Regions from separate parts of the Pan troglodytes genome. Here all the other regions are linked to region 3. The links are chromatin contacts, called in public HiChIP or PLAC-seq maps. All regions are on one chromosome and are shown on one strand. The core of a region is the stretch at or near the end of the contact, and the rest is flanking DNA. Distances in the headings are between cores, read along the strand shown. Region 1 holds the start of C22H22orf39 (chromosome 22 C22orf39 homolog). Region 2 holds the start of UFD1 (ubiquitin recognition factor in ER associated degradation 1). Region 3 holds the start of SLC25A1 (solute carrier family 25 member 1).

Evidence for each region. HiChIP or PLAC-seq counts read pairs in DNA pulled down with a chosen protein or histone mark.
Region 1: a contact with region 3 is called in an H3K4me3 HiChIP or PLAC-seq map of stem cell-derived excitatory neurons, with 5 times the contacts expected there. The contact joins the promoter of C22H22orf39 here to the promoter of SLC25A1 in region 3. A contact is called at or near these places in 1 of 7 Hi-C or Micro-C datasets (stem cell-derived neural progenitor cells) and 1 of 1 datasets of contacts at active chromatin or transcription factors (stem cell-derived excitatory neurons).
Region 2: an H3K4me3 HiChIP or PLAC-seq map of stem cell-derived excitatory neurons shows a contact between it and region 3, with 6 times the contacts expected there. The contact joins the promoter of UFD1 here to the promoter of SLC25A1 in region 3. A contact is called at or near these places in 1 of 7 Hi-C or Micro-C datasets (stem cell-derived neural progenitor cells) and 1 of 1 datasets of contacts at active chromatin or transcription factors (stem cell-derived excitatory neurons).

Annotation. Positions count from the first base shown.
Region 1 is chr23:21,475,308-21,478,743 of NHGRI_mPanTro3-v2.0_pri, forward strand. C22H22orf39 (chromosome 22 C22orf39 homolog) reads right to left here and starts at 1,769. Exons shown (of 5, transcript XR_010155985.1): 1 at 1,635-1,769; 2 at 1,348-1,515. LOC129138484 (a long non-coding RNA gene) reads left to right here and starts at 1,823. Exons shown (of 2, transcript XR_010155986.1): 1 at 1,823-2,295.
Region 2 is chr23:21,506,657-21,510,030 of NHGRI_mPanTro3-v2.0_pri, forward strand. It overlaps UFD1 (ubiquitin recognition factor in ER associated degradation 1), which reads right to left and starts at 1,912. Exons shown (of 12, transcript XM_063807737.1): 1 at 1,720-1,912. CDC45 (cell division cycle 45) reads left to right here and starts at 2,463. Exons shown (of 19, transcript XM_016939702.4): 1 at 2,463-2,656; 2 at 2,795-2,854. The coding sequence starts at 2,606.
Region 3 is chr23:21,204,901-21,208,702 of NHGRI_mPanTro3-v2.0_pri, forward strand. It overlaps SLC25A1 (solute carrier family 25 member 1), which reads right to left and starts at 1,549. Exons shown (of 9, transcript XM_001165281.7): 1 at 1,228-1,549; 2 at 781-888; 3 at 589-688; 4 at 374-512. The coding sequence starts at 1,321. CLTCL1 (clathrin heavy chain like 1) reads right to left here. Exons shown (of 35, transcript XR_010155975.1): 33 at 3,379-3,454; 34 at 2,847-2,886; 35 at 2,121-2,617.

The sequences.
Region 1 (3,436 bases), core at 519-3,018, 270 kb after region 3:
TGGCTGGTCTCAAGCTCCTGGGCTCAAGCGATCCCCTTGCCTCGGCCTCCCAAAGTGCCGAGATTACAGGTGCCCACCACCATGCCCAGCTGGCTTTCTTTTTTAATGAATTGCTTCTTTGTGTCCTTTGGCCATTTTTCCATTCTGAAATAATCCCTATATTTCTTATTGATATATATATAACAGCTCTTTATACACACACACGCACATATATATACATTAAAGTTATCAATCTCTTGCTATATAAGCTGTCAGCTTTCTTACTTTTTTTGACTTTCACATATTATGGAATAGTCATCATTTTCTTTTATACAGCAGTCTGGTTTCCACATCAGTTCATCTCTTTCAGATCACTGTATACACTTAATAATGTTGAAGTGTTGATCAGTCCCATTGATTCTCATTCCTTGGCACTCCCCATGAGCCTCGCACCTTTCGGCTGGCTTCTCTCCATCTCCTCTCCCACAAGGGGTCCACCGTAGCACTGTATTCTACACTACAGTGTGGGTGCCAGGAGGGCAGAGACTCTTCTTATCACTCGTGCATCCCCAAGAGCACCCAATGTGGTACATATTTGCTGGACGAAAAAACAACTAGGACCACCTCCTTACCGGTCTCTCTGCTCCTGTAATATATTCTCTACACCCTAGCAAACAGATTGAACTTTTTTTACCCTCTCTCTTTTTTTTCCCCCTGAGACAGGTCTCCCTCTGTTATCCAGGCTGGTGTGCAGTGGTGTGACCATAGCTCACTGCAGCTTTGAACTCCTGGGCTTAGGCGATCCTCCCGCCTCACCCTCCCAAGTAGCTGGGACCACAGGTGCACGCCACCACACTTTGCTAACAGACTGATCTTTTAAAGATATAAATCGAATTATGCCTCCCAGCACACTTTAGACTAAACTCTAAACTCCGTATCAAGGCCCGCCAGGTCCCTGGTATACCGCTCTCCAACCATCCACCTACCCTCTGCTTCAGGAACCCAGGCCTTATCTGTTTCTCAGCGGTGTCTACCGGGGCTGGATGAAGGCTGGCTCCTGGTCACTCAGGACTCAGCAACATCACCTCCTGCGTAGGCCAGCTGATGACCCTAACACCGGACGGCTGCCCTCTTCCCTCTCTAAACCACTCTACACCCTCCTCGCTGGTCTCCTCCTTTGTCTTTCACGCCCTCTGAAAGTCCTGTTGATATGCTAATTTACACAATCTCTCAAAAGAAAGGAAGCGTGAGGAGGATAGGGACCCCGTCAGTCCCCGGCTAGGTCGCGGGGCATGGGGCGTGGAGGGGTGGGGAAAGCTGGGCCCTGCAAGGCGCTCCGAAGCGCCGCCCCGCTCCCTCCCGGCGCACCTGGGCCTCGGCGCTCCGGCGCTCCTCCCAGTCGCGGCAGCTGGCCAGGTCGCGCTGCCACTGTTCGCAGGCCGGCCGCTCGCCGTGGACGTAGTAGTGGTGTAGGAAGTGCCTGGCGCTGCGGCAGAGCTTCCACTCGGCGCGGTAGGCCTCGCAGGGGCGCGGCGGCTGCGGCGAGAGGCGGCGCCTGAGCGGGGCCCGGCGGCCGCGCCCTACGCCCCGAGCCAGTCCCGTTCCCTCCCTCCGGAAGACCCCGGTGGTTCCCGGCTCCGATCCAGCACACTCACCTGCCAGCTGCTGCCGTCCGCCATGTCTGGGCGACCGGCGCGCCAAGCCCGCCCCTCAGTCCGCCAGCCAATGAAGAATGAAGAAAACGGCACCTCGTGATCGACTGACAGAAGAACTAATGAGCACCGACACATTCAATTACGTCTTCGCCCCCTTCTTCGAGAAGCGCCGACAAACAGGACGAGCAACCAATAGCAACCGAGGGCGGCTGCGGCGCGCGCGGAGGGCCGGGGTCGCAGGGTAAATCCGGGGCGAGGCCTGGCGCGGAGCCTACGCGACCACCGCGACGACAGCGCCATTCACTCCGGGCCAGGCGGGCATCCTGGGCCGCGCAGCTACCTTACGTCAGCCGCCTCTCAAATCACACGGCTCTGGCCAGTTCTTTTCAGCAGCTTTATGAGATTTTCTCAAATCTCAACAATCCGGTATATTTTCAAAAGTACATACTGAGCATCAAGGTGGTGCAGCGAACCTCCCAGATCTGCAGCTCCAGCAGTCTTGCTTGAGCGTCCACTCAGGATGGAGGTGAACTCGCAAAGTAACTGAGATTGGTTGGGCATGACATATGGTGGATCTAGGGTTGAATGACCTCCCCAGGGAACGCAGGCTTGAAGTGGAGGCTGAGAATGCAATCCGAGTACAGCCATAGGCCGGTCAAAGGTATGGAGGCGGTGTGTAGCAGGGGTGAGCGGGGTAGGAGTGGCTTGGATGTCTGTAGTTCTATTCTAAGGGTGCGGGAGACATGTAACATTTACCTTGTTCGTTTTTCGAGACAGGGTCTTGCTGTGTCACCCAGGCTTAGTGCAGTGGCGTGGCGTGTTCATGGCTTACTGCAACCTCAAACTCCTGGACTCCGAACAGCTGGGACCAAAAGCATGCACAGCCTCACCAGGCTAATTTTTAATTTTTTTTTTTTTTTTTTTTTGTAAAGATGGGGTCTTGCTAAGTTACCCAGGCTAGTTTGGCCTCAAGCGACCCTCTCACTTTGGCCTCCCAAAGTGCTAGGATTATAGGCGGAGCGCCAGTGCCTGGCTGGGACGTTTATAAAAAGGAGCAATGCACAAGAGGCAACAAGGCAAGTAACGAGGAGGCTGGTGGGCTTGCAGAAACGCCCTGCAGTACCTATGCTGCGGTTCTCCCACTTCACTGATAACAAATCCTCAGTATCCACTGATACAAATCCTGGGACTGCTGGGCCAGTCCCAGGAATGACACTGGGACAGACTCCCTGGAGGTGGATCAGAAAGCTGCAGTTTTACCAGGGGTCCTGCTGTTGAGGCAGCCAGCTCAAGGACCAAGCCCAAATAAGACACTGAGAGGAAGGCTGCAGGCCAGGGTGCAGGAGTAATGACCAGGATCAGTGCTCCAACTGGCCCCACTGTGTCATTAAAAGGCTCTGCAATGGAATCCATCCTGGCCCAGGCAGGGGAGTGTGCCTCCAGCAAAGGACCAGGCGTTTCACTGCATACACAGCAGGTGTTGCTTAGTGAAGACAAAAACCCAGAGCCAGAGGTACTGTAACATTCTTCATTATGCATAAAGTGACAATCTGTTAGCTGATGTGATCCTGCAAATGAAGGCTGTCTACCCACCAAGGGTTTCTCCCTCTGCTAGTAAAACTGAGACTTTGTCAGTGGAGGCTCAGGTAAGTCCCCACAGTGCTCATGCCTTCCAAAACCACGCCCATTTCCAGTGATGATGGTTTGTGCCACAGGCCAAATACTGAACATCATGACACTCATAGACACTCTTCACTGAAGACGTGGATAGACCCTGGGGCCACCATTCTCCTCTCTGGAGT
Region 2 (3,374 bases), core at 662-3,161, 300 kb after region 3:
AGCTTTTAAAAGGAAAGAAATCCTGTCACATGGATGAACCTTGAGGATATCATGCCAAGTGAAGTAAGTCAGTCATTAAAGGACTTATATTTTATGAGTCCGCTTCTAGGAAGTACCTAGAGTAGGCAAATTCATGGAGACAAAGTGGAACAGAGATTGACAGGGGCTGTGAGGAGCAGGAAATGGAGAGCTATTGTTTAATGTGAGCAGAGTTTCACTTTTGCAAGATGAAAAAGTTCTGAAAATCTGTTGCTCGTGAATGTACTCAACACTATTGAACTATAGACTGAAAAACGGTTAAGATGATAAAAATTTGGTTTTTTTAACCACAACTAAAAAAAAATCTGTATTAGAGAAAATTTCTTGACTTGATTCCAAATATATATTTAGTAGAAGGAATGCCACCTACTGACAAAGCAGTTTACTAGCAACTCCAAAATTAGCAAGCTGAATTAGCCATCTCCCAAAATGCAAACATAGCATGTTCCCGCCTAAAATCTGGGATGGTTCTTTACTCCCTGGCACTCTAACACAGTAATTTCCAATCTTTTGTCTTTCTTCTTTTAAGCAGCATAACTGTTCAACTAAATCTTGGCCAGAACCATAACACATGAAATAGCGTTTCTGGGTGAACAAGGCCAGAACAGGGTAGGGGCTTGCTTCCCTTGAGTGCTTCTCACTAGTCAACCTATGTAAGCCATTTCTTCTCTTTGAATATAAAAGGTAAATCCGCACAAAGGGGCAACATACTTAACAACCTGCCTGCAGTTTACCCATGAACCCGACCTTCTGCCCCTTCTTTGCTGCTCCCGATTCCATCTCTCACTTTCCTTTTCAATCCCGAGACCTAGCACACTGCCTGGAACATATCAGGTATTCTTGAGTGGATGAACTCAAGAATAGAAATAAGCCAGGGTTTGACAGTGACACACTTGGGATAAAATCTAACAATCATTCCTTGTCTTTACTAAAATAAACAGGTGACAGGAAGACAATACCATAGAGTGCTTTGCAGCCAGACAGACTTGGCTTCAACTCTCCACTCCCTACTTCTGTGACTCGAATAAGTACCTCTGTAAACGTTAGTTTTCTCATGTTTAAAATCATCATCATCCTTGCTTCCAAAGGGATTGTAGGGATTAAAAGAAATAAGCCGCGATGAGGGAGTACAGGTGTTAAAAGCTGTGTAACAGGAAATGTACCAGCAGGTATTAGCTTCCATCGTTATCATTACCGAACACAACACCGCTGTACAGATTCGAAGGCACGAACCCGTAGGCACGGAGCTCACGGAGCTGGGGCAAGAGCTGGGTGTCCCCCAAGAGCGGGGATGCCCGCTACGGATTCTCCCTGGGGAGCGCCTGATTCTGTTCCCATCCCCAGCAACCTTGCAACTAACTTTGGGTTTATGGAAACCTGTTGCGCGTCCAGCACTTGGGAAACCCGTGAATGGACACAAACCTTCCTTTCTTTCGTCAAGGAGGGCAAGTCCGGCTGAGACGGAATGCGAGCCACGTTCAGGACCGGCGGACGCGACCACAGGCGGTTAGTGGTCAAGGGTCCTGCTTGTGCCCGGTGCGGCCGATGAGCCTGCAGGCCGGACTCAGGCCCGGGTGACTCGGCACCTCCGCCGCCGTCCCGCCCCGCCCTGCCCCGCCGGGCCCTACCTCAGGCCCCCGGCCAAGGCCCAACCCCCGCCCGCTGCCCGTCAGCGCTTACCATGATGGACACCACCTGGCAGACTCCGCTCCTCTCAGGCAATGCAACGAAGAAACCCCGCCGACCGCTCTCCCAGCCGCCGCTGCCGCTGCCGCCGCGCCAAGCCGGTACGCCCCAGAGGCTCACCGGAAGTGCCGGACCCGAGACCCGGAGGGGGGGTGCCCGGGACAAAGCGTCGGCTGCAAAAGAGAAAAGGCCAGGCGAAGACGCTAGGCTCTAAAACACCCTCAGTAGAAGCACTAAAATGCCCTTTCGTGATTTATTTCCCCTTTTATAGGTACTTTTAAAAGTTATTTTAAATTATGTGTTGACAGTATTCCCCTCCAGACGAATTTAGTAGGGCCCATTGTTCTTACGACTACACTACCCACAATGCACTACCCAGACGGCCTCTGCTTCAGCCATCGAGGACTCGGGCGGAACTAAGCTACAAATCCTTCTTCAAACCACACCAAAAACCTATTGCAAACGTAAATGCTGCCCCATTGGGTATGTGACTGAGTTTAATGTATGGTTAGAAGTATACTTTCCCTGAGGGTTCCCAGTGGGAGGCAGTAGGCTTCTCTTCCCAAAGTAAAGATGTCCGCCCAGCGTCGCGTTTCTGGGTAAAAGCGAGTCAGAGTTGAAGGGGGCAACAGTGTTTGCGTTCGGCCTCAGAGGTGACGCTTCTTTGGGGGCGGGCTGGAGTTTTCTGGCCGTGAATGGCAGAGCGCTAATGGCCGCCTCCAATGTGGCCCAATCAGAAAGAAAGGAAGGCTGGGAACTAAGAAGCTATTGGTTGGTGATCCCTGGACCAATCGGAGGAGCCGTGATTTGGCGGGAGTCTTGACCGCCGCCGGGCTCTTGGTACCTCAGCGCGAGCGCCAGGCGTCCGGCCGCCGTGGCTATGTTCGTGTCCGATTTCCGCAAAGAGTTCTACGAGGTGGTCCAGAGCCAGGTGACGCCCAGTCCGGGACCCCCGCCGAGGCCTTGCCGGTGGGGAAGGGATGAGGGGGAGCGACCGTGGGTGACCGGGAGGCAGGGGAGGGCCGGGGTTCGGGTCGCCGCGTTCAGCCGGTCTGCTCTTCCCCGATAGAGGGTCCTTCTCTTCGTGGCCTCGGACGTGGATGCTCTGTGTGCGTGCAAGATCCTTCAGGTGAGTTCTGCGGACCCTAGGAGGGCGGGGCCGGCGCGAGAGGTGAGGGTGCTGCGTGGGGGCGCAGGGCGGGCAGAGTGTCAGGATGGGTGCTGAGGGCTTAGGGTGGGAGAGGGAGCAGGGCAGGAGGTGAGCAGCAAGTGAGAGGAGAGAGACTCGGAGGAGAGGTTGCCTCCCTGTCCCAACGGTGTGGGGTGGGATAAAGGATTAAGTAAAAGGTAAAGAGACTAGTTTGTATTTTTGCAATAAGCTATTAATATTAATAGGTGAACACAGCAGTTGCATTTGGGGGAAACTTTGGATCTGTAGTGGCCTCTCAAATGGGGGATTTGAGAGAGAGGAATCTGTGACAACTGTGGGTATAGTCGTGTCATAGGTGTTGCTGGGAATATGGGAGCCCCTAGTCTATTAGGGAAGATCGTTAGTTTGGTTTTGAATAGGGCATAGTATTTACGTTGTTTTGGTCAGGCCCTTGGATCAGGAACTTTTCAGAAGGCCTGGAAGTTAAATCGGCATTTCT
Region 3 (3,802 bases), core at 299-2,798:
CGGACCATGCCCCGGGACACAGGGCAGCCCACACGGACCATGCTCTGGGACACAGGGCAGCCCTGTGAGCAGCCTCTCCCTTTATGTTTGCTGCTCTTTTCCAGTTTTGGCAGTGAACGTGTCATTTTGTTTTCTGCTTTACAAAAGTATTTTTTAAAGACTTTAAGGCTGCCTTTAGCGTAGACTCAGCCTCCACGGGTGGCCCTTCGTGGCAGGCGTCCTGCCCCAGGGCCCCGCGGTCACCCCGCCGGCCTTCCCTGGCGTCCAGGAGACCCTCCCCAGCTTGCCGGTTGCCCCGGGAGCACCGGGCCAGCGGGGCCGCCCGTCTCCGTACTCCCTGCGTGTCCGGGGTCCTCGCCAGGACCTTCCCCACCTTGATGGTCTCCATGGGGCACACGACCACCACGGCCTCGGCCACGCCAGCGCCCAGGCCGCACAGCAGCCCACGCGTGCTGTCCAGCCGTCCCTGGGCATCCCGCATGTGGTTGCTGAGGAACTCGAACATTCCAAACCTGGAGGCGGGAGGCGGGTGAGAGGGGCTGCCGCGGCCGAGCCCCCCTCCCGCAGCAGCCACCGGCCGGGCCTCACCTGACGGCCGCCTTGGGGATGGAGCCGTAGAGCAGGGAGCTAAGGCCGCGGTACAGGCCCAGGACGCCATGGCTGCGAACCGTCTGCCGCACGCAGTCCCCTGGGGGAGGGGGCGGTCAGGACCCCACGGCCCTCGGTGCCGCCGCCCTGGGTACCCGCCCCCCCGCGGCGCCGCGGCCTCCCCCTCCTCACCGATGCCCCGGTACCGCGGCGGGTGCGAGCGCTCGTCCAGCTGCAGCTGCGTCTTCACGTACTCGGTGGGGAAAGTGATGCAGATCTCGATGCCACCCGCCAGGCCGCCTGCAGGGACCGGGAACCCGCTCCTGAGACCCCCGCCCGGCCGCTGGCGCTCGGGCCCCTCCCCCGTCCCGGACTTTGGTCGGCGCGGCCGCCGCGCCAGTGCCGCGGAGAACATAGGCTGGGGCCCCACGCCCCCATGCCCTCACCTCGTTGTCCCGGCGAGGCGCAGGGGGTGACAGACGGGAGGCGGGCGAGTCCCAGCGCGCCAGGTGGGGACCAGGACCGCGCCTCCACGACTCCCCAACCCACGGCCCAACCCGGAAGTGGGGCGGGGCCTCAGCGTCCCGGGCCCACCCAGAAGCGCGGCGGGAGAGGGGTCCGCGTCCCGGAGGGGCCCACCTGCCAGGATCGCCTTCCCCGGGTGCGTCAGCTTGGCCTTCCCGGACGCGGGCGCGGCGGCCGCCAGAGCGCGCGGGGCGCGGGGCGCGGGCATGGCGGGCGGGAGGCGGGGCGCCCTGTGGCGGCTTCGGGTCCGAGACTCCTGAACTCCGCGCTCGGTCCGCGGTGGCGGCGGCGGCCGGTTATGGTCCCAGGGGCGGGGCGGCCGCGTCAGCTCCAGGTCCCGCCCCGCGTGGTCCGAGCCAGGCCCCGCCCCCAGCCCGCCCCGTGCGGGCCGGGAAACTGAGGCCTGGGCGGGGCGCGCCAAGGCAGGCGTACGGGCGGGGCCAAAGCGCAGCCAATGGCCGAGGCCGAGTCCCTCGGCGACCGCGAGCGGCGGGACGGGGGCGGGGCTGCGGGAGGCGGAGCCGTGGCCCAGCTCCGAGCAGTGGGTCAAGGTGCACAGTGTGCCGCGCCGCGGGATAGCGGGCCTCGGGTCTGCGCGACTGCCGAGAGCGGCGGGATCCCCAGGGATCCCGGAGGCCAGGGGCACACCCTCCCCGAAAAGACGTGGGGCTAGCCCAGTCCCAGAGGAACTCTAACGTTTCGAACCTGGAGGCGGGAGGCGGGAGGCCGGTGAGAAGGGGCTACGCCGCCGGGCCCCCCTCCCGCAGCAACCACGGGCCGGGCCTCACCTGCCGGTTCCCACCCACACCTTTCCCGGATGTAGTTTCTGCGCTCAGCGAACAAGGTCAGGAAAGGCCACAAATGCAAGCGGCTGTATTCTCCTAGGCAGCTTGTCTGGGCAACGGAGGTCCCACACCCCAAAGAGGACCCAGCAAATCTTTAATGGACTGCGGGGCCTAGGAAACTGGCCCGTCCCTCCTACCCATACCAGCACCAAGCAGAGCACCTTTGCCTGGATAAACCGACTTTAATATTTATGATTGCCAAGAGGCTGAGAGTCCTTTTATGAGGTCCGGTACCTCCAAACAAGACGTGTTCATGTAGTCTTCAAACTGGCCTGGAGGGGGCAGCTCCAGCCAGTCGGAGGCGCCCAGGAGGAAGGCCTGGCTCCAGCAGGAGGGCCCACAGTCCAGTCTCTGTTGTCGGCTAAAGCTGGTCTTGCGCCGTCAGCCTCTACCCTGGCCTCCCCAGGCTCTGGGATGGCTCAGAGGTTGCCGTCATTGGGTTTCAGCAAAAATAAATATTGTCCAGGTGTCCCTGCCTCCCATTGCGTCCCCTGTGCTGCTGGAGTGACACGCTCCTTGGAGAAGTTAGTAACTCTGCAGGTAGGGTGGGTGGTGACAACGCCCACTATACGCGGAAGTTGTACATTGGAGGCTGGCGAAGTTGGGAGCAGAGGCATATCCATAGGGGAAGCTGGCAGGGGCTGGGCCCACGGCAGGGCCTGCAGAGGGGGAAGCCCACAATGAGCAGAGCTCTTCCTGCCCATGGGGGTCCTCTCCTGGCTGCCCCTGAGTAGCCCGGGGCCCAGGGAGCAGGGTCTATAGGACCAGCCCTTACCACCCAGACGCTGAGGCCCCAAGAGAGCAGGCATCCAGAGGCAAGGAGCGTGGGGTCAGCCAGAGAACCTGGCCTGGCTAGAGGATAAGCTAGTCTCCAAATGGGACACTTACTTAGTGCAATCAGCTGGGTCTCATTCATGCCCATCAAAATCTAAAAAAACCAGAATGACATTAATGGTGGAAGGACACACTCAGCCGGACGCTGGAGACCCGCCGGCGTGCTGCACACTCACACCACACCCTCAGGCCTGTGTTTGCCCCGCAGTGTCCAAGCACCCCACAGCCTCTCCAGTCTGCTCGACAGCCAGGCTGCCCTGGGCAGGTTCTCAGGTGCAAAGCCCCTCCCAGCACACACCAGCAGCAGCCTTGCTGTCCAGGGGCCAGGCCCAGCAGGACACAGCAGTAGTTCACAGCTAGGCAGGCACCCCTATCAGAAGGCAGGCATCCTTACAGCAGGGAGGACAGCGGCCTTGCCAACATTCCTGGACGTACACTTCTCCACACCCAGTAGCCACTGGGATCCTTCCAGCCCCCACCCATCTATTCCCATCCCCATCCAAAGCCCAGCCAGGTAAGGGCAGTGGGACTTTGACTCCCTCCCTGCTCCCTCCCCAGGGGGTTGGGGGCTACAGGTGCCACCTACCAAACACGAGAGGGGCAGGCTCTGTCACATGCTCCTCTTGCTTGCGCAGACTCTCCAAGGCATCCAGTTTGTCCACCTGCAAGGAGGCAAAAGCACGTGAGCACCCGCTTGACAGAGTGCAGTCCGGCCTCTAGGTGAAAGTGGAGTGGAAGGTCAGGACACAGGGCCTCCAGGAGAATGACAGTGGAGGAGGTGCACATGGGCAGATGTGGAGTGGCTCAGCCCACACCCCATGCACTTTTAGAATGCAGCAAGGCATGGAGAGGTGAAGCCTCGGTAGCTGGGCTGAGATGGAACGCCAAGTGGGGCCCCCAGAGCTTCCCAGTGGGCACTGGGGCAGTCAGTTGTTACAGGCTGTGCGTGTGGCCTGCTCATGGGGAGCCAAGTCCTCCTCTGGATACAGGGACACTGCCATTTACTGACC